2 separate regions of the Mus musculus genome follow, and region 1 is linked to region 2. A link is a contact called in public promoter capture Hi-C data. All regions are on one chromosome and are shown on one strand. Each heading gives the region's core, a stretch centred on a gene start, on an enhancer-like site or on the middle of the called end of the contact. The rest is flanking DNA. Distances are from core to core; before and after follow the strand shown. Region 1 holds the start of Tmem234 (transmembrane protein 234). Region 2 holds the start of Zbtb8b (zinc finger and BTB domain containing 8b).

Region 1 (3,557 bases), core at 390-2,889, 160 kb after region 2:
ATCTGGAAAGAGTAAAATGATAGGATGGTCACATCCCAAAATAATCAATAGCTTAGCTTGCACTACAAACCCTCTGCAGGCTCTAGCCAAGCCAGGTTTGCCTTCTGCTCATTTACCAGTGAAGAGCTGATAGGACCGCCCAGCTCCTGGGTTCTCCTCCTTTCCTAACATAAGCTGTAGAAGAGCCAGGCCTCCAATAGCATCCTCATGTGCTTTTGTCTGGAGTCAGAAGAGGTAAAGGCCAACCTGAGTTGCAGTGTGAAAAAAAACCTTTCGGGTCCTGTTCAATTGACTCCGGATGACAGTAAGGATGTATGGGCTCCACTGCTTTGTCACTAGCTCACTGTGTGATCTTAAATACAGAGCTCCCTTCCTTTAAATGGCTAGGAGAGCTGAAGAGAAGGCTCAGAGCTTAAAGAGCACTGGCTGCTCCTCCAGATGACTTGGGTTTGATTCCCAACACCCACATGATGGCTTACAACAATCTGTATCTGCAGTTCCAGGAGATTTGATATCCTCTTCTGGCCTTCACAGGCACCAGGCACTCACATGCTATGTAGACATACAATGCAGCAAAGCACCCATACACATAAAATAAACAAAATCATTACACACACATACATTAAAAAAAAAAAATGACTGGGAGGGGCTGTGTGTGGTAGCACACACTTGTATTCCCAAGACCAGGAGGCTGAGGCAGGAGGATGGAGAGGTGTGCTGGCCACCATGGACAGATACCCCACTCTTGTCAACAGCTTTCTTCAAAGGGCAGCTGTGAAGCTCCAATGAAACCATGTCTATGAAACTTAAAATAAGTGACTTACATGCATCGGGTACAGTGCAAAACGATTTACAGAAATGACCTCACTCTGCTGAGGGAGCTAATTAAAGTCTCCATGTTTTATTAAAAGGGAAAACTGTGGTTTATAGAAAAGGTAAATGTCATGTTCAAAGTCACACTGCTTAGTAGGAGCAGGAGTTAGGGCTCAGATCTCAAGCTCCGACTTAACTCTCCACTGTTAACTATCAGTTTATTGCCTCCAATGCAAATGCCTCAAAAGACAATCCCCAAAGGAAACAAAGTGGGATTGAACAGACCACTTGATTCTGTCCTGTCCTGTCCCTGGGCTCCCTTCCAGTCTCCTGATTCTCTTCTCCCTGGCTAGGTACCCTTCCCTTCCAGATTTCCCTGGCGGAATGCTGTCGCCAACCTACCGCGGTATGGGGTTGGTTTTCCCTACTTATCAGAAAAATTTCCCTCCCGCAGGCAGTAAACCTTGTCCACCCGCAGTCCGGGCGGCGCGAACTCGCCCCCTCCGGGCCCCCCGCCCCGGACCCCCGGCCGCCCGCCCTCACGCAGTCGCTCACAGGGTCTTTGGCCACGGTGAAGAGAAGGTCTCCTTCGCGGTTATACTTGATCTGCGTGATGGACCGCTCATGGCCCTGCAGCAGGATGGGTTTCTGTGGGGACAGAACCGGGGTGTCAGTGCCGGGAACCCCGTCCCATGCCTACTGAGGCCCCCCGACGGCAGCACGCCGCGCCTGGAACTCACCATCCTGGCGGTGACGCGAGGAGAGAGGCAATGTGAGTGGGACCGGAAAAAGACTAGGGACGACTTCCGGATGCGGGGGCTCCGCCCTCTCGCTCCCGGAAGTAGAAGGGCCTGGCGTTTTCATGGCGGCGTCCTGGGGTGGGTAGCCGGGCCCCCCACCTCCGCGGGCTCCGACTCTGGCTCGGGAGCTCTGTTCTCAGTCTCCTGGCATCCCCGAGCCTCAGGAATGCTGAGCCACGCACCCTGGTCTCACTTCGGCCGCCCTCTGGGCGGGTCCTCCCGACCGATCACAGCCCGGCGGGAAGAGGGAGGGAGGGAGATGGAGCCGGGCAGCAGGGTGCAGGAGGCCGGAGGAGGACCCGGGTGACTTTCTGACCCTTTGCTTTCAGGGCAGGTGCTTGCTCTGGTGCTGGTGGCCGCACTGTGGGGTGGCACGCAGCCGCTGCTGAAGCGAGCCTCCTCCGGCCTGGAGCAAGTGCGTGAGCGGACGTGGGCCTGGCAGCTGTTGCAGGAGATAAAGGCTCTCTTCGGGAATACTGAGGTGCGTCTAGCTCTCACGGACGAGCCCCTGAAAATTTCACCATAGGTCGGCCGTATTCCCAGCCCATCTCTTACTCACTAGAAGTTCCTGGAAGAGTCATTTATCCTCTGTGAGTCTGTTTCGTCAAAAAAATGGAAAATTTAATGATAACCCTTGTATAGGGCTGATATAAGAACTCAAGTAAGACACATAAAACACTTAGCATTGGGCCTAGTACAGGGTACATGTTCAATCAATGACTATTTTTGCTTATTGTTTGTTTTTGGAGACAGGGTTTCTCTGTGTATCCCTGGCTACCCTGAACTCACTAGCCTCGAATTCAGAGATCAGCCTGCATCTGACTCCTGAGTGCTGGGATTAAAGGCGCCACCACTGCCAGGCTCCAGGACTACTCTTAAGGTCATCATCACCAAGTTGAGCTTTCTTTCGGCTCAACTTGCCCTGGGGTAGAACATAAGGAAAGCTATCGAGAACTGCCCATGGCTGCCTATGTAAGCTAGCTAGATATGCCCTACTCTGAGGGTTAGGGGGAAGGAGAGAGGTACTATATTTATAGTACTGTGTGAATTCTGTACAGAGAGATGAAGCTGGAGGACATGGAGTGGGCTACTTAGAAGGGGTAACACTGTCACTCAAGGCCTTATACCAGCAGGGACGATGGGAACTGGCCATGACGAGGGAGAGGGCATTTAAGGCAATAGAGTACATTGAATGCGTTTCTCTGTTTGCTCTAAGGGGTCTTCAAACACATGAGCGGTCCCTGAGCATTTGTAACCATGCCAACCCCCGTGGGAAGGTGCAAGCCAGAACAGGGACTCTCGAACTGGGTAACAACTGGCAAGGGGTCTGACACCAGATATCCTGCATATCAGATACTTACGTGACAGTCCATAACTGTAGTAAAATTACAGTTGTGAAGTGGCAATGAAAATAATTTTATGGTTGGGGGGTCCCCACAACATGAGGAACTGGATTAAAGGGTCGCAGCATTAGGAAGGTTGAGAACTGGGAAAGCCGTTGCACACGCAGGCAGCCCCTGACAGGTCTCTCCTCTTTCTAGTACCTGATGCCCTTTCTCCTCAATCAGAGTGGATCCCTTCTCTACTACTTGACTTTGGCATCAACAGGTGGGTCTCTGGCTCGGGTCTTCTCTGGGGTGGACGCCATATTTTACGAAGGGAACCTGAAAGACCTTGCACCTGTCAATGAGGCAGAGCACCGGTTTCTGGTCCTTCTGTGGGTCACAGGGCCAGTGAGGCGAGTCAGTGTGCAGCGGCGGCGGCAGCAGGAGGCTCATTGTGGTCTCCTAAGTGGTGATGTCCTTTATCATCTGGGAGGAGGGGGTTTTCCTGATACGTTTGCTGTGTGTTTGATGGTTGTTTTCATTTTCTATTAGAATTTATTTTGTGTGTGCACATGTGTCACAGTGTGTGTTTGGTCAGAGGACAGGTTTTAGGAGTAGG
Region 2 (3,201 bases), core at 68-2,567:
GAGCAGTGAGATGGCTCAGCAGGTGAAAGCACTTGCTACCAAGCCTGCTGGGCTGAGTGTGACGCTCAACACTCACATGGTGGAAGGAGAGAACCAACTCCTAAAAGCTGAACTCTGACCTCCGCGAAAATATGTACACACACAATAAATAAATAAATATATAAATAAATACAGAAATGTAATTTTTAAAAATTAAAGCGAAGCTGGGCAGTGGTGGCACTTGTCTTTAATCCAAGCACGGAGAGGCAGAGAAGCAGAGAGGCAGAGGCTAGTCCCATCCACTTGCCGCTGCCTCTCCAGTGCTAGGATTACAGTATTCATCAGCACTGTATGTCCAGCCCCGTCTTTCTGACAACTCTCCTCCATCCAGTTCCACCAACCTGAGAATAAAAACTGCTCTCCAATGACTAGTATGACTAGAATTTCCTGCACATCATTCATTTCGAAGCACTAAGAAAACTACTTGACAAACATTCATTTTAGGATCATACTAACACAGTGCAGAATATTTTCATTTTTCAGAGAGGGAATCTGAGGTTCAAAGATAAAGCTACACGTCCAGGATTTAGAACCCATATTCTACAGACTCCTGAGAGGCAATCCTTAGCCATTGTTTACCGATCTCCCCAAACCCTCTAACAGGTCTAGCAATAGACCGGGAAGTCACTCCCTCCTCTGGCCCAGGAAAAGGGGAAAAGAACTAAGAGTTTTGCAGGGGTAGAATTTTTGACCAATTGCCATCTTCGGTTCTTCTGCTAAAATGCTCTCAAGACACCGGGAACATTCCATCCAGAGTCAGACAACCTAAAGAGGCCACTGGAACCAGGTAATTGGCACAGTCCCTGGTGTCTGGGTGTGAAAACCGAGGCCTTGCCTCTCGCAGGTCTTCCCGCCGGCAAAGTGACCACTGCCCAAGCGGACACTGGCCCAGCCTGGCCAAGCCCTGGCGCCTGGGTATCCTTCAGGATCAGAATGAGCAGAAGCCAGAACTCCCACCTGAACCGTGAGGGGGTGGGTCACCCACAGCCAGGGAGGGTGGGCATATGCCTCGGTGTCCACCCACCCCACGCAAGAAGAGGGAGGGTCTACCACTGAGAGCGACTCTGCGCAGCCGGGGTCCAGGGAGTTACTGGGCCAGGCGGTCCAAAGCTGGCTGAGGACGGCAACCGTCCCTGCTACCTGCACTCTGTCCCCTGAGCCAGCCTCCCGAGGTGCCCCTAACTTTCCCCAAAACCAAAAAAGCCGCGGCGCCGATCGGATGTTGTGTTCTCACCTGGCACCGGGTTCCAGCCACCTCCAGCGAGCTGAGAGTACTGACACGCCCCCTTTCATTCACCTGCGGCCCTCCAGTGAGAAGCGGGGAAGATGACCAATGGTGGGAGATCTTGGGCTGATGAAGGCGGGCCCTTCAGCCAGCAGGTCCGTCAATGGTCCGGGTACCCACCTCTGGAGGATGCGCTCTGAAGACTCCAGCGTTCATGGGGTGATGGGAGTTGTGGTCTTGTTAGTGTCCGAGACTTTGGGAAATAATCCACTATGAAAACCAAGTTCGAGCCAACAAAAGTTTCTTTATTCAAAAAACCGGTATATTAGGAAGTCGGCTGGGTTCTGGATCCAAACCGTGTCAGGGAGAGTCAGAACAACCTTTTAAAGCAAAAACAAAAACATAAAAAACAATAACAAAACAACAACAACAAAACCCACAGATTAGGTAGGGTAGGGGCAGCCAATCGGGTGCATGCATGCTGTATTTCAACCGTTTCTCACACCTGACATCTTAAGTGGGTTACTACCTGTCAAATACCTCAGATGGTTTTCTTGATAACTTGCCCTGGATTGAGGCCAGCCAATCAGAGCCTGTGTAGCGGCTGCTGGGTTTCAGACCGGACTGGGTGCTAACCAGCAAGGCATGGGGTAGGGTAATGTGGACCTAAATTCCTGTGGGGCGCCTGGAGCCTGAACCCATTTCCGGGAGCTCAGCTGTTTCTTAAAATTTAGCCTAGTACAAGATGGAGACTATGTACAAGATGGGGTCTCTGAAGCTAAAGTGGCTCCAAGACTCTCAGCACTCTGTATAAAAGACAAAACTACATGTACCAAGATGCCCAAAGGATAAGAAGGAAAAAAAAAAAAAGCAAAGCCCTATTTGAGGCTGGAGAGGTGGTTGGGTGGTTGAGAGCATGTTCTACTCTTGCATAGGGCCTGAGTTCAGGCTCCATCCACATCAAGCTGCCCACGACCACCTGCAACTTGAGCTCCAAGGAGTCTGAGGACCTCTGATGACCACATACACACAGGAGGGCGTTCGAGCACGTGCAGGAACACACACTGTTTGTTTTGTGGTGTCACACATTATTTATTTACTTTTTAAATTATTATTGCATATATGTGAGTGCACTGTCACTGTCTTCAGACACACCAGAAAAGGGCATCGGATCCCATTACAGATGGTTGTGAGCCATCATGGGGTTGCTGGGAATTGAACTCAGGACCTCTGGAAAAGCAGTCAGTGCCCGTAACCACTGAGTCATCTCTCCAGCTGTTTGTTTTTAAGCTATGAAGTGGCAATAGGCAGGATCATGAAGAAATTCGACTTCTTTCTCTCCTAGGTTTGGTCAAAATGTCAATGAATCTACATTTGCCTTTACCAATTTCTGATTTCTTCTGGAATCCGTGTGTGTGACTGATAAAGCCGACCAGAGAGGGCTTCAGATCCCCTGGAACTGGAGTTATAGACAATTGGGTGGTACCACGTGGGCACCGGAAATGAAAGCCGGGTCCTCTGTAGGAACAGCGAGTGCTCTTTACCGCCGAACCATCATCATTCCAGCTGTACCACGTTTCTTTAAAACATAGACAAGGCTTAAAATGTATCATACAATGCCTATTTTCCCCTGGGACAGAGTTTCTCTGTGTAGCCATGGCTGTCCTGGAACTTGATCTGTAGAGCAGGCTGGCCTCAAACTTTTGCCTCCCGGATGCTGGGACTCAGCGCATGCGCCACCCCGCCTGCAAAGGCTAGTCACTTGACCTATAACACCTCATCTAGCCCGTCTAAAGGCTAATGGCTCTCCCAGGACCTCAGGATTGTTAACACAGCAGTCCTTCCTATGTACTGGGTGCTGCCTAACCCTCACACTCTCTTAGATTCCTTTCTCTGCCTCTCTCTTTACCATCCCAGACCTTAAGGATGCTCTCCTC

What was found. Capture Hi-C pulls out chosen DNA fragments and counts their contacts.
Region 1: a contact with region 2 is called in a promoter capture Hi-C map of adipose tissue. The contact joins the promoter of Tmem234 here to the promoter of Zbtb8b in region 2. A contact is called at or near these places in 8 of 39 promoter capture datasets (the 3T3-L1 cell line, 3T3-L1-derived adipocytes, the C10 cell line and 5 more), 1 of 15 datasets of contacts at CTCF or cohesin (the NIH/3T3 cell line), 6 of 484 Hi-C or Micro-C datasets (CD8 T cells, the P5424 cell line, double positive thymocytes and 2 more), 7 of 115 datasets of contacts at active chromatin or transcription factors (the HPC-7 cell line, effector CD8 T cells, embryonic limb bud and 3 more) and 2 of 9 other capture datasets (adipose tissue and liver).

The regions. Positions count from the first base shown.
Region 1 is chr4:129,599,041-129,602,597 of GRCm38.p6, forward strand. Tmem234 (transmembrane protein 234) reads left to right here and starts at 1,640. Exons shown (of 5, transcript NM_029748.3): 1 at 1,640-1,691; 2 at 1,943-2,094; 3 at 3,155-3,221. The coding sequence starts at 1,676. Eif3i (eukaryotic translation initiation factor 3, subunit I) reads right to left here and starts at 1,608. Exons shown (of 11, transcript NM_018799.2): 1 at 1,554-1,608; 2 at 1,369-1,461; 3 at 1-2. The coding sequence starts at 1,556.
Region 2 is chr4:129,439,501-129,442,701 of GRCm38.p6, forward strand. It overlaps Zbtb8b (zinc finger and BTB domain containing 8b), which reads right to left and starts at 1,318. Exons shown (of 4, transcript NM_153541.3): 1 at 1,274-1,318.